2 separate regions of the Mus musculus genome follow, and region 1 is linked to region 2. The links are chromatin contacts, called in public HiChIP or PLAC-seq maps. All regions are on one chromosome and are shown on one strand. Each heading gives the region's core, a stretch centred on a gene start, on an enhancer-like site or on the middle of the called end of the contact. The rest is flanking DNA. Distances are from core to core; before and after follow the strand shown.

The links. HiChIP or PLAC-seq counts read pairs in DNA pulled down with a chosen protein or histone mark.
Region 1: a contact with region 2 is called in an H3K4me3 HiChIP or PLAC-seq map of forebrain, with 9 times the contacts expected there. The contact joins the promoter of Atp11c here to the promoter of Fgf13 in region 2. A contact is called at or near these places in 5 of 39 promoter capture datasets (the C10 cell line, cranial neural crest, hippocampal neurons and 2 more), 1 of 484 Hi-C or Micro-C datasets (embryonic stem cells) and 1 of 115 datasets of contacts at active chromatin or transcription factors (forebrain).

Annotation. Positions count from the first base shown.
Region 1 is chrX:60,401,039-60,406,854 of GRCm38.p6, reverse strand. Atp11c (ATPase, class VI, type 11C) reads left to right here and starts at 2,850. Exons shown (of 30, transcript NM_001037863.2): 1 at 2,850-3,050. The coding sequence starts at 3,024.
Region 2 is chrX:59,131,595-59,137,015 of GRCm38.p6, reverse strand. Fgf13 (fibroblast growth factor 13) reads left to right here and starts at 2,580. Exons shown (of 5, transcript NM_010200.3): 1 at 2,580-3,139; 2 at 5,066-5,176. The coding sequence starts at 2,953.

The DNA.
Region 1 (5,816 bases), core at 1,601-4,100, 1.3 Mb before region 2:
TCCTGGATTGCTATCAAACTTGGGGGTTACAATCTATGATTCAAGGCAGATCTGGCCATCCATCCTCAAGGAGTCAATCAAAAGAGCCAAGTCGAAAGTGTAAAACAGTGGTCACATTGATAAAGGGCAAAGAAACCGAGCGGCAGCTCCTCCCCTACCTCTCCCCAAAGGACATGCGCAGAAAAACAGTCTCGGCAAAGTGTGCTCCCACCTAACACTGACCCAGTGCCACCATTGTCTGGACTTTCGTCTCATATTGTAAGATGGTCTGAGAAATTGTTAGAAACGTGTCAAATCTCTTCTCCGGACAAGTTCCCCTCTCTGGCAGGAAGCTTTTCCTTCACTAAGTGTGGGATTCCCTTGTAAATTCCCATTCCATTGGGATCTATTGTTTCAACAATGTGATATATAGTCAGACTGAGAGATCTGAGTGTCTCTTCAGAATATCTTCATTTTTGCTGGGCACATTACTGAGTGGCAATAACTTCCTTCAGTTCCCCATTCCAGTATTAAGAATAGTGTTCCTCACATAAAAGTTATTCAACAAATAATTAATAAATGAAATTAAGATAGTTTCTGTGTTCAATAAAAGTCAGGAAAAAAACCAACTTTACTTAAAAGCAATTCCTTGGAGTAGAGAGCACAAGTTTAGATCTGTGTTGTACGATTAAGTGTCCTAATATCCAATTACTACAAATGTAGGATTTCTTACAAATCGTTAGGCACACCTAAGTGTAAGGCAACGGAGAGTCATAGTAGGGAAAGTAGAAATGCTGGACTTTCCCTCTAGGCAGTTAGGACCTTTCAGGAACTAATTTCAATCTCTTGCATTTGCACTTTATTGTGCTTGGGCTCCTCCTTGACCACAGAAACAAGGTCAAACTTCATAGCTTGTTTCTATGGCTGCTTAGGGGTTTAGCTTTCATTTGTAATGCCCCGCCCACATGTGTCCTGGTTCCTGCCTTGACAGAGTGGCTGTGTTCTTTTTCGTAGGTTGCCCTGTACTTTTCAACTGACCTCTCCTTCTCTACCCAGGACTTTGTTCCCTGGGCTCCTCCAAAGCCTTCCCACATTCCTAGGCCTGGGTTAATCTCCTGCAGCTCTGTTTATAGGTCTCGCCCAGTGAAAATTGCATGGTTTTCAGGAGTTTCCCCGGATCCTTTGTAAAGACATTATCCTCTCCCCTGTTTCCTTTGACATTAGAAATCATTACATTCAAATGTGTAGGTTTTATGTGTTTGTAGTTTGTAACTTCACTTCGGCCTACTAGGGAGGTCTTTTAACACATTGCTGTTTCCAGTTTCTAGGAAACAAACAAACACACAAATAAAAAAAAAACACCCAAGTAAATGCTGAAATCAAACTATCCTTCAAGGGGTAAAATGTGGTAGTGCCCTAGCCGCCTCACAATAAAAGCCCTTCAGGAGTTCACATTAGGTCGAGGGAATAGCTGAGCCCAACCTTTCCAGGTTGTTGAGAGAACTCGCCTCTCCGTAGAGAAGAGCTCCCTTTACCTACTTCTTCAACATGTTTATAGAAGAATTTGAAAGTTCTCAGCTCACAGCCTAGGGCCGGGTCTCAGAAGGTAGTGGAAAAAAAGGGTGGGAGCAGAGAGAACTGTCCAGGTTCAAGGGAATACTTGACCAAGCTTTCATTTTTAAGTTTTAAACTTTTGTAAATGCAAATGTTAAGTTAGCAAGTTGAGGGCGTGCAAGATTTCTTGTGGCGTAAATGTTGAGTTCTGGGAAAGTCTTTCAGCATTCGGGGCTTTATGTAATTTATCCTCATCACATTTCCCACAGCTAAGAATCTACCCAGTGTTTCTGATTTCTGCACGCAGCTGGTAGGGAGAACCTCGGGCAGCTTCCCTCTGCAACCCTGTGAACTGACTGGAGCCGTGCATATGGGGGAGCTCCCAGCCCACAATATCAGTCCAAGCGAACCCTTGGACTACAACTCCCAGGGTGCCCCAGGAGCGTGGAAAAGGGCGGGCGATCAAGGAGAGGGTGGCAGGGAAATCCCGCCCCGCTGCGCAGCACCAACGACACAAAGCCCGACTTTACAACCTCCTAGAGAAAGTGGAAGTAAGCGGGCTTAGGTGGGGTAGTCAGACGACAGGGAACGCAAAGCCCCAAAGCCCCAACCCCAACTGCGAGGTGAAGACGGCTTAGGTGGGACCCAAGAGGGACGCCTGGAGGGGGCGGCTTTTGTAACTACTCCAGCCGCCCGCGCCGCGCCCGCCCGCCCGCGCCAGGGTCCCCTTAGTCCCCGGCTCGTCCCGAGTCGTCCCTCAGAGAGCGGCCACTCCCGGGCAGGAAGCGGGCACGCCTGGAAGCCTCGAGGCGGGCCGCACCGAGGCTCTCCTCAGCCAGAAGTGCTGGGCGGGCGAAAGCGCGGGGCCGAGGAAGGACTGCGAGCGAAGCGGCGCCAACGGACGAGTTAGGGCCGGGGTGAGGGAGACCGTGGCTCCTCACAGACCCCTGGGAGTCCTGCCAGGCGAGGCGCGGGGACGCCCGAGACGGGCGACCGCTGAAGCGGGCGAGTGGGGACTCGGCCGGGGGCTTAGCGGCAGGACGAGCGTGAGGCGCGGGGTGCCGAGGCGGGCGCTGACGGGGAGCCAGGCTGAGCAGCGGCCGGTCCGCCATCCCTCCCCCGCGCGCCGGGCTCGCTGCGAGGCGGGCTGCGGCGGGAGCGCGGGGCGGTGCTGGGGCCAGATAAGGGGAGCGACGGGGCCGCCGCCCCCGAGGCGGGCGGGCCGGGGCTGGGGGCGGGTCGCGGGGAGGGCGGGGCGGGGCGGGGCGGCGAGCGCGCGGGCGGGCGGGCGGTTGGGCGGCCGGGGGCGGGGGCGCGCAGAGGCGAGGAGGGCAGGCGGCAGGAGGGCAGGCGGCAGCGGGCTGGCGACAGGGCAGGCGAGCTAGCTGTCCGCTTTGCGCCGCGGGCCCACGCCGCAGTGTGTTTTGTGGACGGCGCCTTCCCAGACAGCCCAGCGGAGCCCAGCCTGGCACCCCGCAGCCTCGGACGCGATGTTCCGCCGGACCCTCAACCGTTTGGTGAGTACACTGGCCGCGGCTCCACGCGTACCCCGGTGGCCCGCTCGCTGGCCCCCCGCCGCTCCTTCGCAGTCTCTGGGCGAGGGGACGAGCGGGACGCGCCAGCCCCCTCCCCCGCCTCTGCGTTTTAGCGGAAACCCGGCGCCCCGGGTGGCCTGGGTGGGGAGGCAGGTGGGGCTCTCGGGCGTCCCACCCCTGCCCCGGGACATTTCAGCTGAGGTTCCCCGAGGCTCTGAGGAACTCTGCCTCCAGCCTGGGGAATCGCCTCGGAGTGACAGACGCGCGGAACTCGGGGCGGGGGGCTCCCCGGGGCGGGGGGCTCAGTTTCCCAATTAGTGGAAGATGGCGTTGAATTATCGGGGAGGAAGCTTTCTTTTGTTTCCTCTGCCACGAGCACGTGGAGGTAAACCTAGACCTGTCACTGTGGCCCAAAAGAAGAGCTAGGGGGCTGAGAGAAGCGGAGGCTAAACCAGGGCTCAGCCTCGCCCGGGCCATGGCCGATGACCAGAGACTGGGCAAACTTTGAGGACTCAGCCTCCAAGCTCACCTTGAGGGTGACAGAAAGAGCGAGGGCTGTGGGCACGATGGGCTGGGGCCAGCAGCGACGGCGGGAGCCTGTTCCAGCTTTACAGACCCTGGGGCTCAAGCCTCGCAGAGCAGCACCCTCTGCTCCAGGCTTGGAATCCACCCGGCAGCTGAACTCCTCCGACCACCTTCTCCACGCCTCTAAAGCCCCCCAGAAAAGGGAATTGTATTTCTGTGGGGAGTGTGGCACGGGATTGGGAGGGAGCGATTTCTGGCTGCTATTGACTTTTTGGATTAACCTGTTTACTCAGAGGGTATGTTAAGAACTGAGTAAAGTAGAGCAGTTTACTTAAAGGATGTTTGTAGCAACTCCCCTAATTTCCAGAAGAGGTGTCAGGGAATAGGATTTTATTTCTGCCACGGATATTAAAGAAAGCCATCATCCTAAAATTTTTATTTTTTTCCCTGTAGTTAAGGGGGAGAATGCAGAATGCTTCCCCATTCCGTCTTAGGATAGACTTAAGGACTTGACAATTTGGTAACTTTGTGGAGTCATTTCTAATTAAATCATTGCTGACATATTTTTCATAGGTCAGAACAATTTGCTGTCATTTCCCACCCCCCATATCTGAAACTTTCACAAATGTCCCCTGCTTAATCACACTTAAGGCATCCCCTTTTAGGATATCAGTATACTAATACTTTTTAGGTTTTGCCAGATGTCTGTTTCACTCAGAAACATGCAAAGGGAGGTGGAGGTAATTATTACCTGTGGCACTGAGCAGGAAACGGTGTGTACATGCAGGATCTCAAGAGCCATGGGCAGTGGATTGTGTTGGATGCTTTGCTGAAGCAAGTGACTAACATTTGTTCTCACATTTCGCCTGAGACTGTAAAAGAGCATTGTACCTCCTAGTTCTGTTTCACATAGGCTCTCGTGATTTGGAAGTGTTGTTTTGGGGCGATAAAAAGGGAAAGGCGACACGAAAGCTAATTGTAGTGCTCAGCAAAAGGGTAGCCTTTCCACATGACACTCATATGTTAGACACTAGCTGCTCTCTGGGTCATATTAAATTCATAAAGTAAAGATGCTGACATCCCATTTTTGAAGACTTTGGACATTTGGAATTAAACAAACGGTGTTGACCCAAAAGCACTTCCCATTTGGTGTTCTTTTGCTAAGAGTGCTCTGCATTGTATCTGTAAAAAGTAAGCAGTGCTGGCCCACAAAGCTAGGGCATGCAGTAGAATTTGCAGTGGCTGTTGAGGTGCCAGCCTGCTGATACTCTGCATCTCTCCCAAGATTTCTGCAGAGACTCACTTTTGCTCATGCTAAAGGGAGCTTTGACCTCATTGTTTCAACTAAGATGTCCAGCTGTTCACATTTTACTGCACAACCCTGACTGTGATAAGTCCTAGGAATTTGTTCCACTGTCATAAGCTAGAAGGTTCTTAGGAGTTTTGTCTGAGCCCTAGGCCTAGAGAAAGGAATTAAACTGCAAATCATTGCACTGAATATACCATTAAACACTGTCAAAGTCTCACTGCTAAAAAATGACTTGAAATTTGGGGGCTGGGGTGGGAAAATTTTAAATCCCTCAAACTCTGCTATTGTCATCTACAGGGAGTACATTCTTTTAGTAGTACACACATTTAAATAACTAGATCAGTAAATTAAAGATTTAACTGAAATGTTCAGACTTACACAGCCCAGTAGATGTAGTCCAAGTTCTGTGTTATCCTTAAAATTGTTTTAATATTTTACAGATAGGGCTATGAATTCTTTGGAAGTCAATTCTGCTGTTTATTTGGCAGTCATGTGTATCTGAAATTGACTTTGACTATTATATAAATTATAGTAGTGTTGGTTACAGTTGCTGGTCATTGCTGGCATATTGCAATGAGGCTATCTTTGAGTCTTAAACCTGGTATAGGAGGTCAGAATCTTGCAGGAATCACATCATCTTCTGAAGAGCTCAGTTATGTGTGTTGAGTCATTTTTAAAATGTCATTTCTGTTTCCCCCTCTTTCTGAGCTAAAAGAGATAGTGATTAATTGTACTTCTAAAGACACAGCCGTGACATTACATCTTTGCCGCTAAGAATTGTCCTTTCTGATGAATTACAACTTTTAAAAAAATTAAGGCAGTGTCTCATATAGTACAGGTGGTCTTATACTCAGTGACCTTGGGTTCCTGATGCATGCTTCCACCTTCCAGGGGCTGGGTTGTAGGATTTTTGG
Region 2 (5,421 bases), core at 1,331-3,830:
TGGATGCCAACAAGGACTATGTCTTATTTATTCTATTATCCCTGTTTGGGAATTAGCAAGATTGATGGGGGAAGGTTGATCAATGTGTAAGTAACAGTTAGGTGGGAGGAAAACGTTCCGATGTGCTATCGCACAGAAAGATGACTATACACAATAATGGACTGTATATTTCAAAACTTGAAGATTTTCATGGTAAATAGTATTTGACCAGGTGTTTTTAACATAAAACATTACACAATATACATGCTTTAAGAGACTGTGGTACTTCCGTTGTAAGTTTAATTTTTTTTTATATTTTATGCAATAGCTAAAAATAAAGTTTAGAGAAATAACTGAGAAGAAACGAATTTGAGCAGGAAAGGTATTTGCAAATACCCATGGACTCAAGTTGTCAGTGTTGGCCCAGTGGACCCATGTGCTCATGCCAGAGAGTTCAATTCGCAGTCAAAACACAAACAAGTTGATGGTACATAAGGACTAGGAGAGCAGATGATGTTTGCGTACTTGTACTTTGTAATGGTAATTGCCCCTCTTGGCTGTATATGCTCAAGTCTTCTTCTATGAGTCTGTTTACTGACAGTATCTAACCAAGAGAAGACAATAAATCCACAGGCACTCTAAAAATATTCCGGGGTTATTTAAGCAAATGGTAAATAGTTCTCCTGGAGAAATGGATGAAAAACTATGTAGGAAAGCCCTTTTCATTTCCTTGTAATATTTCCTAATCCTTTGCCAAGTCTGTTCCTTTTCTAAATAAAACCTTTGTCCTTGTTTAGCGTTTTCATATACTGGACCTGGAATTCCAAAAGCAATATGAGTTGAAGAACAGGGGCCCTTGAATAAGGTACCAGAGTAAATTCATTCCAAATCCCAAATATCTGGTCCTGGTCAAAGTTTCTTCTGATCTAGCTTACGATGAAATACTTCCCTTCCTAGTTCCTGAAATTTAACCAATTGTTCTTTCTGAGTGGAGACATCTCTTCTTCCATCTGGAATCAATACCAACCACGCATTCATCAATAATTTTCAATGGATTTTGACTGATGTTGTCTATATGACAAGGAAATGGGAATACAGTGAACAAGAGGAGCTCCAACTGTGCAGGCATTCCAGACACAGTGGGAGCAAACCAGGGGTCTTCGCTCCATGAATTAAGCTGATGTTTTCTTTGCTTTCTCAGAGACTCTGGATAAGTTAAGCATTGGTTTTGCATTTTAGTTTATTTTGAAATGACCTGGGAAAGAGGAGAGGGTCCAGTACAAAAAGCGTAGAGCCCTAGTAGAGCTTTCTATTTAGCCTTGGAGATTAAAACAAAACAGCAAAATAATAGCATCTAAAGGTACAGAGGTGGACGGACTAATGATCTCATTAATGCATTTACAAGGACTGAGAGAAAGAACCTATTAGTACAAATTAGCTAGTAAAAGGCCAAGCTGATTCCAGAATTGGGGGTTATAGATGAATCTTTTTGGTTTTGAGGAAGAAGTAAAAGAAGGAAGCAGGAAATGGGGGATGGAGCAGAGCTGAAATGAAGATCTGGGCTATGCTCTTTTCCCCCAATATTGCCCGTGGTACACGTCCAGGCTCACTGCGTGGCTCCCAAATGGCCAGATGAGGGGGCGACGAGGAGAAAAAAAAAACAAAACAAAAAAAAACAACGAGGCTTGGCCAGTACACTTCAGCACGAAAGGAAAAGTCAGCAGAAACCACTGGGTGGCAGCGTGGTGTGCTGGAGCAGCTCTGCAGTGCCTGCTGCTGCCGCTATAGTGGGGGCTGAACCCGTCTGTGTGCCCTGGCCTCCTCTCCTGAAGGGCTACAAGTGTCGCCATGCAAAATATCTCCGCAGGTCTCTGGTGGGATGTGGGCTATTACTGAGCCATGTGCAGGAGTCTGGGCAACTTCTGGGGTTCTGGCTGGGGCTAACTCTGAGTCCTGTACTCAATGCACACCCTCTTTCCTCTTCTCCCAGCCCCAAAGCCCAGCACAGCCCAGCTCCTGCAAGGCAACTATCTCACCCTAAGTGCCTCCTCCATCACTGTTTCTCCCTAAGCCTCTTTTAGGGAAAAGGAAAGAGGGCTTTGGGCAACGGGGCAGTGTCTTGATCTTCTACAGGTGTTCGTGGGAGCGGGGACTCTGCACCCGGGGGGTGGGGCGGTCGGGGGCGGCGGGCGGGCGGGAGCCAGTAGCTGGGTTCCGGGAGGGAGGGGCCGCCGAGACAGGGAGGGGGCCTCCGCCAGGCTGTCGCGCTCTTCTGGAGGGTGCCTGCAGCGACTGAATTCCTGTGCTGCGACGGTGCCGCGCCCAGAGCAGCAGCCACAGCGACGATGCCAGGCCATTACCTGTTTGATCCCTGCGGGAAAGCTGGCACCGGCCAACTTTTGCCGGTCTTCAGGCGGCGAAGTTGCAAGGACTAGTGGAAGCGCCGGAGGGGCCAGGGCGAGGGCGCGCTCCCCCGTGCGCTGCCTCCTCCCTCCTCGCGCCCGCCGCCCGCGCCCGCGGCCTCTCTCCCGCCCGCGCGCTCTCCCTCCGCCCGCCTCCCTCCTCCGGCCCCCTCCACGCGACACAGGGCGGGGGTGCCGCGAAACTCCGACCCGAGCCGCTTGGACTTGCACCGTGTCCTCGGGGCTCAGGGGCCGAGCGCACGCAGTCACAAGCGCAGCTCTCTGCCTGCCTCCTGCTAGTCTCGCCTGCCATCCCGGCCCGGGGCTGTGGCGTCGGTTCGGACCAAGGCTACCAGAACCCGCGCGGGAGCCCGAGCACCTTCGGAGGAGCTCAGAAGGCATGCTGAGCCCCCTCCGCGACTGAAGCCGGAGTGCCCAGAAGCCCCGGCCAAGCAAGCGCAGGCTAAGGAGACCCAGGCGGCCAAGGCGCGAGCAGCGCAGCAGCGGAGGAGCGAGAGGAGGCGAAGGCAGAGGGGCCCCCGAAGAAGTGGTGGTGGTGGGCGTCGTGGCCATGGCGGCGGCTATCGCCAGCTCGCTCATCCGGCAAAAGAGACAAGCCCGCGAGCGCGAGAAATCCAATGCCTGCAAGTGTGTCAGCAGCCCCAGCAAAGGCAAGACCAGCTGCGACAAAAACAAGTTAAACGTCTTTTCCCGGGTCAAACTCTTTGGCTCCAAGAAGAGGCGCAGAAGGAGACCAGGTCGGAAAGGGGCTTTGCCTTTTATCTTTGCCCTCTCTTACTTTGCGACTGTGAAGGGGGTTGGGGGCGGCATGGAAGCGTAGGTGAGTTTGGAGCCTAGCTTGTGCAGATGAGGCCCCCTAGCCGGTGTGCGTGCGTGGGAAGGCGATTGCTTTTTTTTTTTTTTTTCCTTGCCTCTGTAACAGTTAAACAGGCTTGCTGCAATGCAACTGCCCTGGGACAGGCACAGAGCCCAGGAGCATAGCTTGCCCTGGAGGTGCGCCCTCCTCTTCAGACCTGCCACATGCATGTATGGGTGTGCATGCCCCTGGGCTAAGGGAAGGCGTAACCCAGACAGGCTGTCCTGTAGGTTTGGAGATCGCAAGAGAGGAGCAGGGCTGACTTCATTGCCCATCCCTCCTGGAAAAGCCGGGGAACTCCTATCTTGCTTTCATCACTGCCAGCCAGACCCTTCCCCTCCAGGTTCCAGTCCCAAGGGCTATGAGTTTTCCACTGTTTAGGCATTCCATTTCTTTTCGGGACAGACGTGACTTGTGGGGCAGCTTTGAAGCGTTTGCTGGAGGGGGGGTGGTTGTGGTGGTGGCAATAATTCTAGAACCTTGCGTCAAAGATTTTAGTGACCTGGTCAGACTAGTAAAACTGATAACTTGACATTAAATACAAGACAAAAGACAGCACTTAAATCATCTTCAGGTTGTGGGTCCTTTTGGACCATTTCAGTGCTGAGTGGCAAGGTATTTCCGCGACAGAAGAAATTCCAAAAGCCTTAGGTGTCAGGTTGCGTCAAGGTAGACCTTGGGGGTGGGGGTGGGGGCAGGGAGGGGAGCAGGCAGTTTATTTACCTTTCTTGACCATATAAACCGTCCGCACCATTTTCTTGCCTTTTATTTGACAAGTATTACAGCAAACCAGACTTACTCATCCATCAGTTATTTCTCTGTGTGTTCTACACACCCTGGAATTTCCAAAAGCAGGCATACGTCTTCAGTTTGCACAAAGTTTGTAATGCATAAGCTGTGAATTAAATTTGTTTAAAAAAGCCATTACAACGTGTGATTATGTGACACCAATAAATATTATTTTAATGCAGGTGTCGGTATTCAATGAAAGCAAATAAATTAAATGCTTGATTAATCTATGGTGATTAATACTTGATGATCATTTTAATCAAGAACCTATGTTTTGAGTAATCATGTGTTTTATATTAAATTTGAAAATAAGTACGATTTTATTTTCCTTCCTCTTCATTAACAGAAACTGTTCTTTTCACATCCATTTTCCATAAGGAAAAAAAAATCTGATAGGGCTGGAGATGGCTGTTTTTTCTACCCACTCTTTATTATCTTATGTTGGGAGACTCAGTTTTGTAGCTAGAGGTCCTTTGATGGGATTCCAGGTTAGATAGATAGCCTTCTACAAATTGTGCTTATTCTTAAGGAAATTGTTGCTGGTGGGTTTGGCAACCGGTTGGCGAGCTACTCTACATTATTTTTGTATTTATTTTCCTTCCACATGAAAAGTAACACATTATTCAGAAGGCAGACTATACCATTTGCCAACTCATTCAGAATGTTTAACGAGGTGGAGTGCCACTAGATACAAAAGGGCCAGTGATCAGAAATAGTAGACAGTGTCAAAAGCTTTAGTGTATTACCAATGTTTTGAAATAGAAATCAAATGTTTTTTTCATATATTCTAATGTGTTTTTTCCTTAAATTTCTCATTTGTTTGCTTGTTTTCTTTCTTTCAGAGGACTCTTTCAAAATATAGTTTGATTTTTAACCCCCACTAAAATTTCTATGTTAAAGTAGAATTTTGAATCCTGAATCTCTTCCACTATATATATATATATATATATATATATATATATATATATATATATATATATATTATATCAATTGACCCAAACCATTGTTCTCTTTGCAGAGCCTCAGCTTAAGGGTATAGTTACCAAACTATACAGCCGACAAGGCTACCACTTGCAACTGCAGGCAGATGGAACCATTGATGGCACCAAAGACGAGGACAGCACTTACAGTAAGTGACTGCTAAATAAATAGTATGTACCAGCATATTGTTGACATTGGGTTCTTTTTATTTGTTTTTAATTCAAACAAACTTTGCCAAATCCTTATGTCAATGCAAAATATGATCATGTGACATAACCCTGTTTGCATAGGCTCACCGACAGGAAGTTGAACATGGAAACATCCAAAATACAAAGTTGAGCAAATAGTGTTGACACTATCTGAAGGATGATCCAAATGTCATCTCCATGGTAA